Linked DNA regions of Mus musculus: regions 1 and 3 are each linked to region 2. A link is a contact called in public HiChIP or PLAC-seq data. All regions are on one chromosome and are shown on one strand. The core of a region is the stretch at or near the end of the contact, and the rest is flanking DNA. Distances in the headings are between cores, read along the strand shown. Region 1 has its middle 14 kb from the start of Ltc4s. Region 2 has its middle 17 kb from the start of Rnf130. Region 3 holds the start of Mgat4b (mannoside acetylglucosaminyltransferase 4, isoenzyme B).

Region 1 (3,853 bases), core at 527-3,026, 240 kb after region 2:
AGATCAGGCTGGCCTCAAACTCAGAAATCCGCCTGCCTCTGCCTCCCAAATGCTGGGATTAAAGGCGTGCGCCACCACTGCCCAGCCTGGCATTCTTTCTTTTCTTTTCTTTTCTTTTCTCTTCTTTTTTTTTTTTTTTTTACTTTAGGTTTGTGACTATACTGTACCTGTCTTCAGACACCCCAGAAGAGGGCATTGGGTCCCATAACAGATGGTTGTGAGCCACCATGTGGTTGCTGGGAATTGAACTCAGGACCCTTGGAAGAGCAGTCAGTGCTCTTAACCACTGAGCCATCTCTCCAGCCCCCCAGCCTGGCATTCTTAATTATGAGATTTTTATGGTTTCTGAACTTGGTACAACCTGTTCTTCTGTCTGGTAGCGCAGTCTACTGTCCCATACATGTCTTAGTTAGGTTTTCTGTTGTTGAAACAAAATTGGCTTGCACTTCCATATTGCTGTTCATCACCAAAAGAAAATCAGGGCGGGAACTGAAACAGTGCAGGATCCAGGCAGAAGCTGGTGCAGAGGCCATGGAGGGATGCGGCTTACTGTCCCTGCTTCACATGGCTTGCTCAGCCTGCTTTCATCTAGAACCCAGGACCATCATCCCAGGGATAGCACTGCCCACAGTGGACTGGTCCCTCCCCATTAGTCACTATAAAAAATGTCCTACAGACTTGCCTGTAGCCTGATCTTATGAGGACATTTTCTCAGTTGAGGTTTCCGCCTCTCAGGTACCTCTAATTTGTGTGTCAAGTAACATAAGTCTGCAGTGCATCCCGTTGTGCCATCAGCCTAGGGGATGGGGTCTGTGGCCCCACTGATTCCCAGATGCCTGTGTGTTGCTCCAGATGGAGCGGGCTGGCTGCAGCTGGACAGATAGATACCTTTCCCTTTGGCTTCTTCCTTTTTCTGACCACTTCGAGAAGCTGTGTGGACCCTTAGAGTGTTGTTGTTGTTGTTGTTGTGTGCACACAGTATAAGTGTTCATTAGTCACAGAAGAATGACACCCCAGACTCAAATAGTACGTAAATGCAGAGTGTTTTATTCTGCAGAAGTCCAGCATGCTGCAGTCTCCATTATCAAGATAGAGAAACAACCAAGTGAGCTCGCAGGCCTGATTTAAAGCTCATCAGGGGAATTCCAGCAACCTTTATCTTGCTCCATCTCTAGGGACATTCCAGAGCCATTACCAGGCCATGGGGGCTGGAAAACTGTTTCTGGGGAAGTCTGGAAACTGCTGCTGACCCGTTGTCCTTGCCTCAGGCCAGGGCAGCTTCTGAGGCCTGGGACTTGCCTGGACTTGCTCAGTTCTTGGAAACAGAGTTAGGCCTTGTCTCCTGAACTGCCAGTGTGAAGCCTGTCATGGAGTCAGATCAGCCTTCTCAACAGCTATCCTCAGTGTGTGTGACACTTAAAGGACAGCTTTGAGGAATCCGCTTCTCTTTGAGGAATCTCTTCTTAGATCACTAAATCAGATGATGGCTGAGGTGTGTGTTAGGCCAGCTTCTGCTCAGCCTCGTCTTGCTCAGCCTCAGGGGTCGGAGGTGGGGGTCGGACTCTCAGCTGGTGGGTCAGCGGCTTCTGTCTTTGCCCTTTGTGGTTTGGGGTTCCCTGGGATCTGTGGGCAGACGAAGTTGTGGATGCTGAGGTTGAGTCGCCTGCTGACCTTGGTTGGGCCTTTCACTTTTACTGCCATCCTCTCTAGGCTGTCTTTGGCAAGGAAGGCTTTGTGGAATTCTGGTCTGTAACTGTATACGCGCTGTCTCACTGGCCGACCCTCCTGTCCTGCACTGTGGTTGTTAGCAGCCTCCATCACTCTCCTGGTAGAGGGGGGTGGAAACTGGTCTGTGCAGTTTTTTCCTACTTTATGGTGGCAATCTTCCCCTGCAATAGGGATGGCGTGGTTGGGCCTGTCCTTCAGGAGTGTTCTACCACCCCCTCCCCAACTGTCTGCTGGTGACTTTGTGAAGAACCTCTAGGGAGCAGATAGTGTCTAAGTGGTTCTCTTTGCTGTGTGTACAGCTGTGGAGTGTCCCTCCGTGAGGGCTTGTAACATTGGCTGCCTCTGAATCCATTTCCAGTCCTTAGTTTGGAGGTACTTCTCGGGGCTGTCGGTTTTGTTGTTCTTGAGACACGGTTTCACTGTGTAGACTACACCGGCCTGAACTAGCAGAGATCCACCTACCTGTGCCTCTTAAGTGCTGGGATCAAAGGGGAGTGCCATCATGTGTGGCCTTCATATCTGCTTCTTACTTCAAACAGTTCTATTGTTCATAAAACCTTGTTGAGATAGATAACCATTTGTCCCTGTCACCTGGCACTGCAGACTTCAGGACATGTGGGCTAGTGCTGCTTGCCACTGTAGGCTTGAGACTGGAATTGGTGTTAGCTGGTGGCTACCTGGTATCAATCAGCCTTGTTTCTCATAGCAGTGGTGATGGTGTTTGCAGCTGGCTGTGGCAGCTGCAGCTCTTCCAGGGTTGCCATGGTGCCAGGTCAGTAGTGTTCCAGCTGCCCCCGGCTCTCCTGGATTCTCTCTCCACTCCTGTTACTGCTCCAGTGCCATCTTTTCTGTCTTAAGATTTGAGTGTTTTGCTCCCATGTATGTATGTGCATCACATGTGTGCCAGATGCCACCAGTCAGAAGAGTGTTGGATCTCCTAGAACTGGAGTGACAGAGGGTTGTGAGCTGCCATGTGGGTGCTGGGAACTGACACCGGATTCTCTGAAAGAGCAGCCAATGATCTTTATCACTGAGCCAACTACCCACTCCCCATGTTTCCTTTTTAAACTCTTCCTTTTCTTCCCTCCCTCCTTCCCGTCATTCCTTTGTGCTGTCTCAAACTGGCCTCGGACTCCTGGCCTTCCTTTTGAGTGCTAGAGTCTAGATATGTGCTGCACGGGTCAGACTCCATGTGTCCCTTTTTGAGTATTTTGGTTTTTTTTTAAATTTTATGATATGTATTTATTATGCACATAGCCAGCTCGGCGACAGCAAAGATGCGGAGCCTCCGCGGCTCTTTCCGTGGATGCCGCAGCACCTTTGAGTTGCACTTGCATCAGTGCCAAGCATCGGGAGAAGGCAGTGCTGTGTGTGGGAGGACTGGGAAGACACCCAAGCTCAGATCCTGGAGCAGCCCCTCCTCTGCACATCGCATTCACGCCGTGGAGGAGCAGAGCAGTCACAAGTTGAGCATCTTAGATGGGAGCTAGCTGTATCCCACCCCCATCTGTTGACATCTCCCCAGACCTGCACAGGGCAGGAACTGCAGGCTACCCCTCCAGGCTGCACACACAGGATGAGGAGTTCACCAAAGTACCTGTGTTTGCTTTTTGTTTTTGAGACAAGCTCTATGTAGCCCAGGCTGACCTAGAATTGGCGGGGATTCTTCTGGCTCAGCCTCCCATGGGCTTAGGATAATTGAACTGGTCTGGCTTCTGGGAGCTCTTGAGCTGCCTCCTGGCCCCATTCCTCTATGATCCAGAATCTTCCTTGCTATCAGGGCACCTCTGCTACTGGCAGGCTGGTCATAGGAGGAGCACACAGCTTTGCAGAGGCCCAGGCTGGCTTCCCATGAGTCCTCTTGGATGTACCTGGCTGGTGAATTTGGGCCCAACAAGACTGAACACTCCTCCCACAGTAACTTCATCTCTAGTGTCTGCCTCCTCTCCCTACACCTCAGTTACTTTTGCATTGTGACTTTCCTCTGGAAGGATGGTGGCTTTCTCAAAGCTTCCACGAGCCAAGCCTGATGCTACTGCTTGCTGGGGGCTCTGCCAAGGTGGCAAATTTTGTATCAGAGCAGAGGGCTACTATGTCTCTAAGCCCTCCCTCCCTCCAATCTAGC
Region 2 (4,023 bases), core at 1,306-3,805:
TGGAGGTGGAGCAAAGTGAACCAATGTGTAGTGGTGAATAGTTAATCTCCTTTGAGCTCTCTCCCAGGAGATGATCAAGCCTCTAGCCATCCTCCAGAGTTCTCTGGATTTGTGAATGAAAGACACACAGACACACAGACACACCCACCAGCTTAAATTTTTGTTGTTGTTGTTTTTCAGACAGGATTTCTCTGTATAGCCCTGGCTGTCCTGGAACTCACTCTGTAGACCAGGCTGGCCTCGAACTCAGAAATCTACCTGCCTCTGCCTCCCAAGTGCTGGGACTAAAGGTGTGCACCACCATGCCTGGCTTAGCTTAAATTTTAATATGCCTAACTAGCTCAATGGTTGGGCACTTCTAAACCTCCCTGCAGCTAGCATACACTCCCCTCTAGTATTCCTGAGTTAATATTTGCTAACTCTATATTTTATCTCTGCTGTCCCAGACCCAGTCAGGGGAGTGGTCCCTGTGGCCACTTACCCTGATTCTTACATTTAGGCAGGCCTTTTAGTCTGATCTTTCTGCTTCCCCATCATGGCCCTTCTGTCTGTTCTTCCCCCTTGGCCCTTGCCTGAACAATCTAAAAGTCCCGCCTCCATCTCTCTGCCTAGCCATTTGCTGTTCAGCAATTTTTTATCACCAATCAAAGCCAGATAGAATCAGGGACCCTGAGCGTCTGAAAGCTCAGCTTTTGGGAGTCGAATTAAGACAAAGCATTAGAACCAATTCCTGACACCAATGTTCAAGCTCCCACTGAATGTGGGGACATGTTTACATCCCTTCTAAACAGCACATGTCCTTTTATGTGCCTGCTTATATAGCAAAACATCCTTTTACCTGTGTCTGCCCCAGCAAAACATCATTGACATAACTGATTTTCCAAAGAATCCAGAAGTTTCCACTCAGGTTCTCATCATGCAGTCCAGACTAACGTTGAAAACAAGCCTTCTGGGTGCATGGATACAGGCAAGTGCCATGACACCTGACATGACAAAGGAATTTCTGTTGTTTCCTTTGGACCTGACAAAGAGTCACTTGCTTATTAAATTAGCTATATTCAATGGAGATTTCAAATGTATAGATCAAATTCTAATAAAAGTAAATTGACCACAGAGCTTTGTTACGGTTTGAATCTTAAATGTACACCATGGGCCATGTGTTTCAGGGTGGAGCCCCACTGCTGGTGCTGATACAGGGGAATCTGGGGTCCCCTCTTGGGATCTTAGTCTCATTAATAAAAAGAATTCAAGAATGAACTCAAATGGAGGCTTAAGGACAATTTTATTAGAGCTTAAAAGAAAAACATCCCAGGGCAGGCAAACTATAAACCTCAGCAGCTGCCCAGAGAAGAGAAAGAGAAGCAGCCATGATGCTTCTGCCACCATGGAGGTCAGAAATACAGAGGGCAGGCAGCCTCATGAAGGTGGGTGAGTATTTAGAGAGAAAGCAAGGAAGCCTAAAACATCACAAAAAGCACACTTAGCTTCTGGCCAGCATCTGAAAGAAGAAGACAGAAAAAAGAAAGGAAAAGTTAGACCTCTGAGTCCAGCCTCAGAAAGGTGGGCAGACCCACACGAACCTCAACCTTAAGAATTGTAGGAGGAAAAAGTATCTCATTATAGGAAAAAGTATTCTGTCTGCCTGTTTAGCAAAGCCTTCCTAGTGGTGACTGGAATACCCAACTGGAATGTCAAGTTCCACCTAGGCTTAGATCCTATCTCCTGACCAAAAAGGAATCTTTTTTTTTTTTTCTTGGTTTTTCGAGACAGGGTTTCTCTGTATAGCCCTGGCTGTCCTGGAGCTCACTTTGTAGACCAGGCTGGCCTCGAACTCAGAAATACGCCTGCCTCTGCCTCCCGAGTGCTGGGATTAAAGGCGTGCGCCACCACGCCCGGCTAGGAATCCTTTTCTTAAAGAACCTTCATTGTTACGCTAACATTTTCCCTGAAGAAGTAACCCTAAAATCATATGTGAACGAGATCAGGATTCAGAGCTCCCAGACAGGTTTGGCATCTGTGCCCTGTGGCAAGGATGAGGTTGCCAAGAGGCTCGGAGCCATTTCTGGCTTTTAACCAAGGCAGAAACTGACTCCTTTTCTTTGGGGGCTTTTTACTCCGAACTGCCTCATTATTCTGACTTTGTCGTCAACATGCCCCGCCCTCTGAACCCTGACTGCCATTATAAAATTGCAGAGATGGTGGATCAGGCTTCTTCCAGCTGAATGGGGGTGTCAGATATGGTAGTGAGGGTACCCCTGCAGTGGGCCTGTCTAAAGACCCCCGATGGAGTATCGATGGTGTATCGGTAGCTCCATTGAGTAACAGCCAGGTGTAGGAAGGAAGGGAAGTCCTTGACTAGTGCCTGCACAGAATTATGAAGAAGTAAAAGCAAAAGTGATTAGCATTACAAGTCCTAGCCAGGGGGCCAGGAGAAGCCTGAACAGAGAGCGTTCCTAAAAATCAAAGTTCATTAGAATCTTTTGAGGAGCTCATGAGGGCGTCAGTCCATTGGAGAAAAGCAACCCAGGACGAATGGCTGCGGTGCCTATTTAACATATCAAAGCAGACACCGGCTACCAGGTTCTCCCTGCATCCCTCCAGGTTCTCCCTGCATCCCTCTGTCCCTATCTGTTACAGGGCCCTTCTACCTGGCATACCCCACTCCCTATCCTGAACTCAACCCAGGGAGCTGGGCTGCTCCTCTTATATAATCTTACCACTTTGGTTACCTGCTCCTTTTGTACATTTGGGCCTCCTGGACGCTGTACCTGGTCCCCCTCTCTCTGCTTTCTCTTCCCCTCCCCCTCTCTCCACATTGCACAGCCCAGTCTGGCCAAGAACACTCTGAACTCTTCCAGATGTCCCTTTTACTAACTACACTCTCCCACATATCTACAATAAACTTTCTCCTCCGCCATACCTAGGAACAGTCATGTTTTCTTTCTTTTCCTTTTCATTTCTCCCCCACCCCACCCCACCCCACCCCACCCCCATGCCCCATGCACCAGGACATTCCCAGCCCTGGAGTTCCTAGAATCAGTGTGTGGTCCCTCCCAGATGACTTCGAAAAAAGGAGAGAGAGGGAGAGAGAGAGAGAGAGAGAGAGAGAGAGAGAGAGAGAGAGAGAGAGAGAAAATTTAGCCGTTATTTGATTTTTAGTTTAAAAGGATAAGAGGCCCGATTTTCTTGGCTTCAAATAAGCCCTGCAGTGTTGAAGGAAAGAAACCAAGGTCATGATGTCCTGAATCTTGGGCAGCATTTTCCTTATCAGGAAGAAAATCATTGGTGAGAAATGGTTGTCTAAATAATACCTCTTAAGCCTACTGTCTGGGTGTGGGATCCTCCTTGGACTGTTAAAGAAACATACGCATCATTTTTATCTTTGCTCATACTTTCCTGTTGGGTTTTAGGTGGCCTGTTAGGTGCCCAAAATTAACCGTTTTCTTCTCTTTTGTTTTCCCGAGGATCTGGTCACTTGAGCTTGGGGGAACCTCTGGTTCTGTTAGCCTTCCTTTTACCAGTGGTTCCATCTGGATGAGGAAGAGCCAATGCCCTGGTTTGACACTGACTTTGCTTGGAAGCAGTAAGGAAATTTTTTTACTGTGTTGATTAGCAGGGTCAATTACTAGTAGGCTGAACGCTGGTTAGAGTCTACCCTACCCTACAGATGGCCCACCAGAGTTACAGAACGTTTTAATAGATGCTCCACAATGCTCTGGGAGCCAGCTGACTTTGAGATTGACCTTGACGGGGCAAAATATTGCCTCCCAAAGACATTTTTATTGTTTATAATTTCCCCATTTGATCTCGAATTTCTTCTGCCTTGGGTTTTGTTTAGTTCCTGAGATAGGTCCTCATTTAGCCCAGGCTAGCCTCAAACTTAGCTGAGGATGATCTAGCTTCTAATCCCAGTCCACCTCCTGACAGCTGGGATCACATTGGTTTTATATAATGCTGGCCTCAAACCCAGGGATTGATGCAAGCAAGGGCTCTAACTGAGCTACAGCCTCAGCCCATTGCCAG
Region 3 (3,543 bases), core at 162-2,661, 220 kb after region 2:
TCCAACAAGATCAGGCTGTACTTTGCTCTAAGTCACTCCAAACTGTAAAACAGTGGCTTTTGGACTGTGCCTTGCCTTCTGTAGCTCCCCACCCCAACTCTGCCCCCAGAATCTTAGTATGCAGCCTTGGCTAGCCAAGAATTCTAAATGTAGACCAAGCCTTCCTTAAACTCATAAGGATCCTCCTGCCTCCTGGGTATGGGTCACTTTATTGTGCACGCAAGCGTGTGCATGTATGTGTGTGTGTGTATGTGAGATCACCACTGCAGCTTCTACTTTACTGAGACCATCACCCACCCAGCGTGTGATCACCCCTCCCCCCGACCCCACCCCCGCACGCGCTCACGGTCATTCCAAGCAGGGTCTTTCAGGACATCATACGTGGATGGCACTGTCGTGCCATAGACACCATGCAGAGATCGGAGAACCAATTGCAGCAGTCATTTCACTCCTTCCACCCTGTGGATTCTGAGGGATGGAACTCAGGCTTAGTAGCCGTCACCACTCTGCTCTTAGGTAGTAGCTCCATTTTACAAAGTAGCTTCTGGTTCCATTTTGAATGGTGATGAGACTCAAGAAGGGAAGTAGATTTGGCGCTTCCAAAATGCATGCCCCGAGGCTGCCTTGGCTCAGTGAGTCCTTTCATTGTGTGTCCAGTTCCTGGTTCCGCAGAGGCATGGAGGGAAGTCTGTAATAAGATGCAAGAAGAGACAGCAATAAAGTCTTAGGCGCCGCTGTACAAATAGGAACCAGAGGCGCCCCGCCCCCGCCCCCGGTCACCCTGCGGACCCGTGATCCTCTAAACTACAGGTTGAGCCTGACTCCCGCCCACAGCATGCCTGGCACCGGGAAGCTAGTCGGCTGGGCTCCGGAGGGTGCTCTCCACCTACAAACAACGGCTCTGTTACTCCTGAGAGCGGCCCATTGTCCTTGTTCGATAGAGTAGGAGCGCCTCCCCCGGTCCGCAGCACACTCTCCGAGGCACATCAGAGAATGCCCTGAGAAGGGAGTACTGGTGGGCGCAAGAGAGAGCAGCTGGCACTTTCTGGCTAGCCTGCTAGCTAGAGATAACCTCAGCTCGGCTACAGCGGGCCCCTCCCATGCCAGATCCTCTCTGTCGGGAGGAGGGCTTGAAGGTCTAGGTGTAGGGACTTGCTCATGGGATCTTCTGAAAGGAGACTTGGGGGAACAGGCATCTCCGCCGTCTGTCCCTGCTGCACAATAGCTGACCCTCATTCATCACCACTGTAGCCGCGACTTTCCTGGGGCGCGCTATTCCACGCGCGTGCCACCTTCCCAAGGCGGGCCCGCCGGGATCCCGGGAGCTGGCCTCCTACCCCGCCCCCTCGCGGTGCTCCCAGCGGCGGCGAGTGATGCGGCCCCTTTAAATCCCGGCCGCCCCGCCCTTCGCCCGTCGACTCGGCGGCGGTCCCGGATCCAGCCCGGCCGCGGCTCTTGCCGCCTTGCCCCAACCCTGCTCGGCCCCGGCCCAGCCTCAGATCGAGGCCGCCAGCACCGCGCACCGCGGAGGAGCAGCTCGCACGCGCCCTCCACCCCCGTCCCCATTCCCGCCCTGCCTGTAGCCTCCTCTCCCGGGCCCGCAGCTCCTCCGCGCTCCGGGGCCGGGGCCCCCGCCGCCTCCGGGCCCCCGTGCCCCGGCCCCGGTCCCCCGGGCCATGCGGCCTCGGCCCCGCCGGCGCCCGCCGCGCATCGGGGGAGATGAGGCTCCGCAATGGCACCTTCCTGACGCTGCTGCTCTTCTGCTTGTGCGCCTTCCTCTCGCTCTCCTGGTACGCAGCGCTCAGCGGCCAGAAAGGTGAGCCCCCACCCTGCCGCCGCCTGCTCAGGCCCGCACCGGGAGCACCTGAGCCTCTCCCATGCTCGCCCCACTTGTTTGCTTTTGGCATCACGAAATTCCCTGGTCAGGCCTGGCCGAGGGGAGCGAGTGGTTACCAGATCCCCGCCTCCGTGTGGCGCTCGGGACTGGCCTCTGCCTGCGGTTATCCCATGCCAGGGGCGGGCGCTTCCACTGGCAAGTTAAGGACCTATGGAGTTCCCACAGAGGGGCAGAGACACAAGGTCACAGAGGTAGTGTACCCAGAGAACCTGGTGCAGGCTCTTGGACAAGAGCTGGCACAGTATTGTTGAGACAGGTGAGGAGATAGAGCCAAGGTATCCATCTCCCTGCCCCATCCACTGTTGTGCTCTGCAGCAGCCCTGCTCCCGTGGGCGCTGCTCCCTGGGGGCCTACAGCCTCCTCCATGGCACCGAGCCCCAGGGTTCCTCTGTAGGGCCTCTTGAATAGCTAGCCCAGAAACCCTGATATGTGATCACTTTGTGGGGTTTCCTTGGCCTTTCCTGGTGCAGCTTCGAAGCTTGGGCTTGCTGGCCAGTCCACACTATGGCCTCCCAGCTTGGCCAGCCGTCTTGGGAGTAGAAGGACACAGGTCCTAGCACTGCTAGGAAGCCCCCTGAGCTAGGTTGAATGGTTTAAACTGAGTGGGAGCTGAGGAGTTCAGAGACCATGATCCACCCAGCCTGGACACAGGAGACTCTGAGCTGCTTCCTTCCTGCCTGCCTTCTGTTCTTCCTGTCATATCAGGCTGAGGTGGGCTAGCTCTCTCCCTCCCTCAAGCAGGCTCTCTGTTCCCAAAGGTTATGCTAAACGGGGAAGGGGAGGTCCAGGAAGAGGCCTGTGGCAAGTCCAACTCCTGGCATCAGGCTCCTGCCTGCTCAGCCCAGCCTCACCTCCTGTAGCACTTTCCCTATTTTAGTGGTAGTGGAGGTCTGGGCTGGTCTTGAGAGAATCACAAGTCAGGAACTCTAAGGAGAGATTCGATAGGGCCTGGCACAGAGAGAGTGTGGGATGGAATGAGCTATCAAGGGAGGGTATGGCCAGGGGACGGTTCTCTGAAGGTAGGGTGTGGCATCCAGAAGGGTACATTTTGAGCCCTTGGGAGAGTAGCCATGGAAAGCTATGAGGGCTGTAGTGGAGCCGTGTCGGAAGAACTGGGATCAGGTTGTTCCATTGTGGTTAGGGCCATTAGACTGTGTCTCATCCTCATTTGGTAGTGGTCCCGTGTGCTTCCTATGACAGTCACATGTCTCCATCTGATGTTAGGATACCTCCCGAGGGAGCAAGCCAGGAGACTAGCATTCTGAGGGCCTGGGGAGCAAGATCAGAGAAGAGTAGGGCTCAGATACAGAGTTCTTCCTCCTGAGGACAAGCCCTGTATGCATGGAGAGAGAGAAGTGACTGAGTGTAGCCTCAGGGCTGTACTGTTTCCATGGGTATCCAGCAAAGCCAGCTGACTAGAAGTCAGGAATCTTGACTGTGGGCCTTTCTCATTCTTCCACACAGACAAGTCAGTAGCAAACTCAGCTAGTCAGCCACTAGATTGAAGCTGGTTTCCACTTTGTAGCGGATATGGGGCTCAGGAGAGGAGGGTCCAGTACTTAGGGGAAGAGCAAAAGAACCGGAAGGGAGGATGTAGGCGGGGAGCCAGAGAGGAAAGAGGCAGCAGAAGCAGGGGTCACCCTAGA

Evidence for each region. HiChIP or PLAC-seq counts read pairs in DNA pulled down with a chosen protein or histone mark.
Region 1: an H3K27ac HiChIP or PLAC-seq map of embryonic stem cells shows a contact between it and region 2, with 5 read pairs. The contact joins two enhancer-like sites. A contact is called at or near these places in 8 of 39 promoter capture datasets (the HPC-7 cell line, HPC-7-derived erythroid cells, hematopoietic stem and progenitor cells and 4 more), 5 of 484 Hi-C or Micro-C datasets (the 63-12 cell line, the G1E-ER4 cell line, embryonic stem cells and 2 more), 4 of 115 datasets of contacts at active chromatin or transcription factors (embryonic stem cells, fetal liver and trophoblast stem cells) and 4 of 9 other capture datasets (adipose tissue, embryonic stem cells, liver and 1 more).
Region 3: an H3K4me3 HiChIP or PLAC-seq map of embryonic stem cells shows a contact between it and region 2, with 4 times the contacts expected there. The contact joins the promoter of Mgat4b here to the enhancer-like site in region 2. A contact is called at or near these places in 8 of 39 promoter capture datasets (the HPC-7 cell line, HPC-7-derived erythroid cells, hematopoietic stem and progenitor cells and 4 more), 11 of 484 Hi-C or Micro-C datasets (the AML12 cell line, B cells, the G1E-ER4 cell line and 5 more), 12 of 115 datasets of contacts at active chromatin or transcription factors (the HPC-7 cell line, the SCID.adh cell line, bone marrow-derived dendritic cells and 5 more) and 3 of 9 other capture datasets (adipose tissue, liver and pancreatic islet).

The regions. Positions count from the first base shown.
Region 1 is chr11:50,251,090-50,254,942 of GRCm38.p6, forward strand. No RefSeq gene overlaps it. Among named protein-coding and RNA genes, the nearest start is that of Ltc4s, 14 kb to the left of the region's middle. Within about 2 kb of position 1,777, at least 131 of the 459 cell types and tissues checked have an H3K27ac peak or open chromatin away from gene starts, as enhancers often do. A contact at or near this core is called in embryonic stem cells, where this site is marked.
Region 2 is chr11:50,005,911-50,009,933 of GRCm38.p6, forward strand. No RefSeq gene overlaps it. Among named protein-coding and RNA genes, the nearest start is that of Rnf130, 17 kb to the right of the region's middle. Within about 2 kb of position 2,556, at least 6 of the 459 cell types and tissues checked have an H3K27ac peak or open chromatin away from gene starts, as enhancers often do. A contact at or near this core is called in embryonic stem cells and uterus, where this site is marked.
Region 3 is chr11:50,223,924-50,227,466 of GRCm38.p6, forward strand. Mgat4b (mannoside acetylglucosaminyltransferase 4, isoenzyme B) reads left to right here and starts at 1,412. Exons shown (of 15, transcript NM_145926.3): 1 at 1,412-1,816. The coding sequence starts at 1,720. It overlaps Gm36556 (a long non-coding RNA gene), which reads right to left and starts at 1,298. Exons shown (of 2, transcript XR_388620.4): 1 at 891-1,298; 2 at 1-688.